Linked DNA regions of Mus musculus: region 2 is linked to region 1. A link is a contact called in public HiChIP or PLAC-seq data. All regions are on one chromosome and are shown on one strand. The core of a region is the stretch at or near the end of the contact, and the rest is flanking DNA. Distances in the headings are between cores, read along the strand shown. Region 1 holds the start of Zswim5 (zinc finger SWIM-type containing 5). Region 2 overlaps Zswim5 (zinc finger SWIM-type containing 5).

Evidence for each region. HiChIP or PLAC-seq counts read pairs in DNA pulled down with a chosen protein or histone mark.
Region 2: an H3K27ac HiChIP or PLAC-seq map of neural progenitor cells shows a contact between it and region 1, with 2.9 times the contacts expected there. The contact joins the enhancer-like site here to the promoter of Zswim5 in region 1. A contact is called at or near these places in 3 of 39 promoter capture datasets (embryonic stem cells, hippocampal neurons and liver), 2 of 15 datasets of contacts at CTCF or cohesin (CD8 T cells and the NIH/3T3 cell line), 3 of 484 Hi-C or Micro-C datasets (cerebral cortex, forebrain and nephron progenitors), 7 of 115 datasets of contacts at active chromatin or transcription factors (embryonic basal ganglia, embryonic stem cells, kidney and 1 more) and 3 of 9 other capture datasets (adipose tissue, embryonic stem cells and pancreatic islet).

The regions. Positions count from the first base shown.
Region 1 is chr4:116,875,819-116,878,890 of GRCm38.p6, forward strand. Zswim5 (zinc finger SWIM-type containing 5) reads left to right here and starts at 1,584. Exons shown (of 14, transcript NM_001029912.2): 1 at 1,584-2,245. The coding sequence starts at 1,642.
Region 2 is chr4:116,926,508-116,929,516 of GRCm38.p6, forward strand. The region is part of intron 1 of Zswim5 (zinc finger SWIM-type containing 5); the gene reads left to right. Among named protein-coding and RNA genes, the nearest start is that of Gm22092, 5.5 kb to the left of the region's middle. Within about 2 kb of position 1,739, at least 24 of the 459 cell types and tissues checked have an H3K27ac peak or open chromatin away from gene starts, as enhancers often do. A contact at or near this core is called in cerebral cortex, kidney, liver and 1 more, where this site is marked.

The DNA of each region.
Region 1 (3,072 bases), core at 334-2,833:
TCTTTACAAATCTATTAGTGGAGTCAAGGAGACTGACATTAAAGAAGACACACACAGGCGTACTTGTGCGTGTGCACGCACACACACACACAATTCTGAAAAGAATGGGCATTATGAAAGCCCATGACTGTGGTAGGTGATTCATTTAAGATTCATTTAAGCAGAGACTGATACTTCATAATAATTCAATTATACTTGCAGAAATAATATCATATTATTTCTGAAATATTATTTTTGAAAATGTTTATGAAAGAAGCAATTGACCACATATTTAATTCTTACATGCTATATGCACAGATATTGTTGTCAGCTTCCTTTTACAAATCATGAGTCGTGATTAGCACCACACGACCATTAAGAGCGATTCACATCTAGGTTATAGCCGGAGCTCTTTTCTTCAGAGATTACTGCAAAACCAAACTAATTTGGCTGCAGTCTACCTTCTCTTATTCGTTCTTTGTACTACTCTCTCTAGCTGAACTCAGCTATAGGATGTTTTCTAATACAGTTCCTGGAACTTTTTAAAAGTTGTAGTGATTATGTCACAACTCCGTGTTTATGAAGAAGTTACTGTTGAAGTTGTCACTCGTGAGTACCCACTAATGTACCTGGGTGAGGGGACACCACAGTGAAGAAAATGGACATGACCTTCATTGTTATGGAGTTAGGCAGTTAGACATCAAATAACAAAAGACGCATTAAATTTTAGGTAAATTCAGGGGAATGAATAGAAGACGGACAAGAAAAACATGAAAATCCTAATTTAAACCCGAGGTAAGGGATCAGAGAATTCTATCAGAAACTACACAAAAGTGTTGGTTCCTCCCCCCCCCCCCGCCCCCTGTAGGATGCAAGGTGCTAAACCCCTCAAAGAACCCCACGAGGGTGCTGCTGCCTCAGCAGTGAGGTCCTGGCGCCCCATTGTTCGGACTGGCTGATGGACTTAGCCAGTTTCTGAGCCGGCGGGGACGCCGATGCTGTCCTATATTGTGACACGGGGAGAGTTTTCATCCCGCGAACTTTTTGATTCTACCCTCTACTCCCACCCGGTGGCTTCCTTCTTAGCATCTTTCTGCTTGGTTGGTGCCCCTTGGGTTGCGACAGTCGCTTGTCCGTTCTGTCTGCTGCAGGAGCCTCACTGGAGTTGTTTCCTCTCCTCATGCCCCTCAAGCCTGTTACTTCATGGCGACAGCTGGCGGCCGGGTCTTTTCATTTGGCCACGCGGCCATCCTCGCCCGCCCGCAGGTGCGCCGGAGGCACCTGGTGCCGGGCGCTCCTCGTCCTTGGCGGCCCGCGGCCCCGCACGAGCGCTCGGATTGTGTTCCGGGCTGGCTGCGCCCGGAGCGCGCCCGCAGTCTGTGCTCGCCCCCGCGTCTCCTCGCGCCCGCGGCGGCCCCGGACGGCGCGCGTCGCCTCGCGCTGGTCCTCAGGCCAACCAGCGCCGGCCCGAGCGGCGCGAGCACGGGACCGGCGCCCCGGCTTCCCACTCGGGCCGGCGGGCTCGTGGGTTCGTTCGCCCCGCCCCCTCCCCACAGCGCCGCCGCTGGGCGCTTGCGCGGGGCGCGTGGCCGTGGCTGGGGTCTCCGCCGCAGCCCGAGCAGCCGCCTCCGCCTCAATCAGTCAGTCAGTCAGTCCCCAGCAATGGCGGAAGGAGGTGAGCGAGAGGAGCTGCTTTCGCCGCCGCCGATCTCTCCGGCCAAGAGGCTGTGCTCTTGGCCCAGCCCGCAAGCTCACCACCCCCGCGGGACTCCCGGGGCAGCCGGCGGAGGGGCGGGGGGCGGCGGCGGCGGCTGCCTGGCCCCCGGGGCCCGCCCCCACCTGCAGCCGGAGTCCTTGCTGGACTGCGCCGCCAAGACGGTGGCGGAAAAGTGGGCGTACGAGCGGGTGGAGGAGCGCTTCGAGCGGATCCCGGAGCCGGTGCAGCGCCGCATCGTCTACTGGTCCTTCCCGCGGAATGAGCGGGAGATCTGCATGTACTCCAGCTTCCAGTACCGGGGCGGCCCGGGAGCCGGCGCGGCTGCCGGCGCGGCGGGGGCTTCGCCGGTCGAGGAGGGGCCGCCGCCACCCCCCGGGGCCGCCGCTCCGGCCGGCTCCGCCCCCGGGGCCGCCGGGGCGGGCTCGTCCCCCGGGCTGGGCGCTGGGACTGGAACGGCGAGCGGCGGCTGCGGCGGCGGCGAGGGGCTGCCGTTCCGCCGGGGCATCCGTCTGCTGGACAGCGGCTCCGTGGAGAACGTGCTTCAAGTCGGTAGGTGCTGCCCGGCCCCTCTCGGCCCCCTGCCTCTTCTGCAGGTGCCTTCCCAAGCCCTGGGTCAAAACCCAGGCTTTCTGCCCAACTCCGGCATCCCCGCCAAGGACAAAAAAGTGGCATAAAAAACTTTTCCCAAGGTTTCCTTCAGGTCCACTACTGCTCTTTCCCCTACCGGCTGCCCTATTTCTTTTTCTTTTTGTTTGAAGAGCGAGTAGGTCTCTCTCTCTCTCTCTCTCTCTCTCTCTCTCTCTCTCTCTCTCTCTCTCTCTCCCCCCTATACTCTCATACTAAAGGAATAACCGTGTGATGTGCCCTTTTCGAAACGCGTTTTACTGATTTAAGTTTAGAGGGAAAGGAGGGAAAGGGAGCAATAGGTTTTAGAGGGAATGTTTGAGGGACAGGCTGTCACAGTCAATCTGTAGTTATAGCAGATTGAATCTGAGTGTAATTAACTTTCACATCGGAAAAAGCAACAGAATACTGTGCATTTTAGACAATTTAAATTGTCTGTTTTAATATCCCTCCCCCCGACCAGTGATGCCTGGGAATCTAGGCTGCAGATTAACAATAACGGAAGATGGAAATGTGACAGCTTCTCTTTTCTACACCCCCATCCATGGGAAAGGGGGAAAAAAGCTACACAATCTGGAGTGGGGGCGGGGTCTGCCTTCCTTGTCAGACTGGGGTAAATCAAAAGCCAGTCACGTTGGATGTTTCAAATGCTTTCATTTAACGCGTCCTCGTATTCGCTTTTGTTTTATCTTTTTGTTTGTACAAAAATGGAAACTGATTTTAAAAAATCTACTCGTTCTCTTGAGCGTCTA
Region 2 (3,009 bases), core at 489-2,988, 51 kb after region 1:
AGAGAGACAGGTTTGTGTGTGTGTGTGTGTGCCCGGCTAGCCTTGAACTTCTAATGCTCCTGCCTGTCTCCTAAGTGCTGAAATTACACACATGTATGATCATGTCCATAGTCATTTGTAGTTCTTGAGTGACGGTCTTGCTTGTTGGTTATTTGCATATCTTTGGAAAATTGGTTATTTAAAGTTTTTATGGTCTAATTGCGCCATTTTTACTACTGACTTGTAGAAGTTTCTTATATACTTTGGACAGTAACTTATAGGGCACAGTAATTGCTTATATTTTCTCCCATGATCTAATTTAATTTATGTCAAAGATCAGTTTAGCTACCTAGTAGAAAATGGCTCAGTATAGACTACAGTAAGAGATACAGTATAGATACAATAAGATAATAAGATCCTTTCAAAAATAAAGAAAAGGTACTTATGACTTAAGTTATTAATGAGCGAGAGAGAGAGAGAGTTGGGAGGCTCTTGCAGCAGTCTCAGTAGTAGATCAGGGCTGCCAGGAGCAGTGGGAAAAGCAAAAGGAGTGATTTGTCTTTGAGGTAGACTCAACATGATGTAGTTGAAAGACTAGAGAAGACACTCCCAGGCTTATCCTGGATTTCTCAGGTGAGGACTTGGGTGAATGGTGAAGCCATTTAGAGAGATTTTGCCAGGTGGGGTAGAGGAAGGCAATCTGCTTGAATATAAAATACATACTAGGTATGATGTGTCCATGTGGCATCACTAGGAATATTTTCCACATGCCTATAATCCCAGCATTTTACCTTAAGTTTTTTTCTTCTTTTTATTAGATATTTTCTTCATTTACATTTCAAATGCTATCCCCAAAGCCCCCTATACCCTCCCCCAGCCCCGCTCTGCTCCCCAACCCACCCACTCCTGCTTCCTGGCTCTGGCATTCCCCTGTATTGGGGCATATGATCTTCGCAAGACCAAGAGCCTCTCCTCCCATTGATGGCCGACTACGCCATCCTCTGCTACATATGCAATTAGAGACTCAACTCTGGGGGCTACTGGTTAGTTCATATTGTTGTTCCTCCTATAGGGTTGCAGAATACATTGTTAGCTGGGTTACAGGTTCGTTTGTAAAGGGAAAATTTAAACAGCTTTTCCTGGAAAAATTAGCATGTAATCTGGAGCTTTAGAATAAAACATAAAATTATGTTAAATAGAGCTGGAGAGAGGGCTCAGTGGTTAAGAGCACTGACTGCTCTTCCAGAGGTCCTGAGTTCAAATCCCAGCAACCACATAGTGGCTCACAACCATCTGTAATGGGATCTGATGCATTCTTGTGGTGTGTCTGAAGACAGCTACAGTGTACTCATATAAGTAAAATAAATAAATCTTTTTTTAAAATTATGTTAAATAGAACATTTCAGCATACCTGTATACTTCATCACAAGACTTTTGCTATTGTAATTTAGCTTTGACTTTTTTTTTTTTTTTTGGTTTAATGAGAAGTGGTTTTGGTTTTTGTTGTTTTGTTTTGTTTTTGTTTTTTAAGATAAGGTCTCTCTATGTAACTACAGCTAGCCTAGAATTTGGAATGTAGACCAGGCTAACCCAGAACTCAGAGATCTGCCTGCCTTTCTCTCCAGAGTGCTGAACCAAGGGTGTGCACCACTGTGCTCAGCTCCCCTCGCCCTTTGTAAAGGGTAAGAGGAAGAGTGCATTCTGTGTGTTTCTCTTTCAGTCCTAGAGAGCACACCAGGACCAGGCAAGCGTCCTGCTCAGTGCTCTTTTGTAGATTTCTCATAGAGGTTGTTTCTGTTGCTATCCCAGGCCAGGTTTAGCTTGACTCTCAATATCATTCAGCATCCTTCTTTTTTCTCACTTGAACTGGATAGGAAAGGAAGTGTTTTTGCTTACATAATCATTCTTTTTCTGAGATTACCCTTTGCTGCTTTTTACAGCCTGCATAGAAATTTTGTCTCGAATTCTTCTCAGCTACTTCCTGTTCTTTGAAGGTTGGCACTGTTATAAAAAGCTAATTGGCATTAGACACAAAAGATTATTCATTAACTTTTCTGTAAGGCCCACAGCTCCTTCCAAGTCTAATATTTTTAAAGGACCCGTCTCTTTCTTTCCTTCTGAACAGACATTTAGAATACATTTGAATAGAGGATCCACATTTTTAGAACAATTGCTTTACATGCCATATTTCATTTAAAAGTTATTTTTCCAAAGAAGTGATGTTATAAATGGTAGTTTTATTTTCCCAACTAATTCCAAAGTCTTTAGCTTTCACCATAAGCAATTTAACTGCCAATTGTAACAGAATAGAACCAAAGGGGTGCAAGACAGAAGTTAATCCAGAGTTACAGTAAAAATAGTAATGTGGGCTTGGGAGTGTTCAGTAGGGTTGAGGGTCTGCTGCCAAGCCTGACAACCTGAGTTTAATCCTGAGTTCAGGTGTCCAGCACTGAATAAACTGTCATGGTGGAACACATCTGTAACCCTATTGTTAATGAGGCAGAACCAAGAGAATCAGAAGATCAAGGTTGCCCTTGGTTACATAGTGAGTTCAAGGCCAGTCTGATTGTTCAGTAATTGATCCTGTCTCAAAACAAACAAACAAAAACAAGAAGAAACAGAAATAAACAAGGGATTGCCAAGACCTAAATCCAGTCCTCAGAATACATAAAAAGTAGGTTTGTAATCCCAGTGCTGGGAGGTTGGAAAAATCCTTGGAGTTAACTGCTGGCCCCTAGCCTAAACTCCAAGACTTGTAAGTCTCACTGAAAGACCCAGTCTCAGAAAAACAAAATTGTGACCATTGAAGTGGCTCCACAGATAAAGGCACCCACCGGCAAGCTTGAAAACCTGACTTTGAACCCCATGGCAGAAGACACATGCTGAGATGTGTGCAAACCACCCCAGCCCATGCATACAACAACTTTAAATGTAATAAAATAGCTTTAAAATAGTAACTCACCTCAAATTTCTTATTTTATGAGAAGAAAACAGAGTTAGAAGTCCTCTTTTATTGGAGTCTTTTATCTC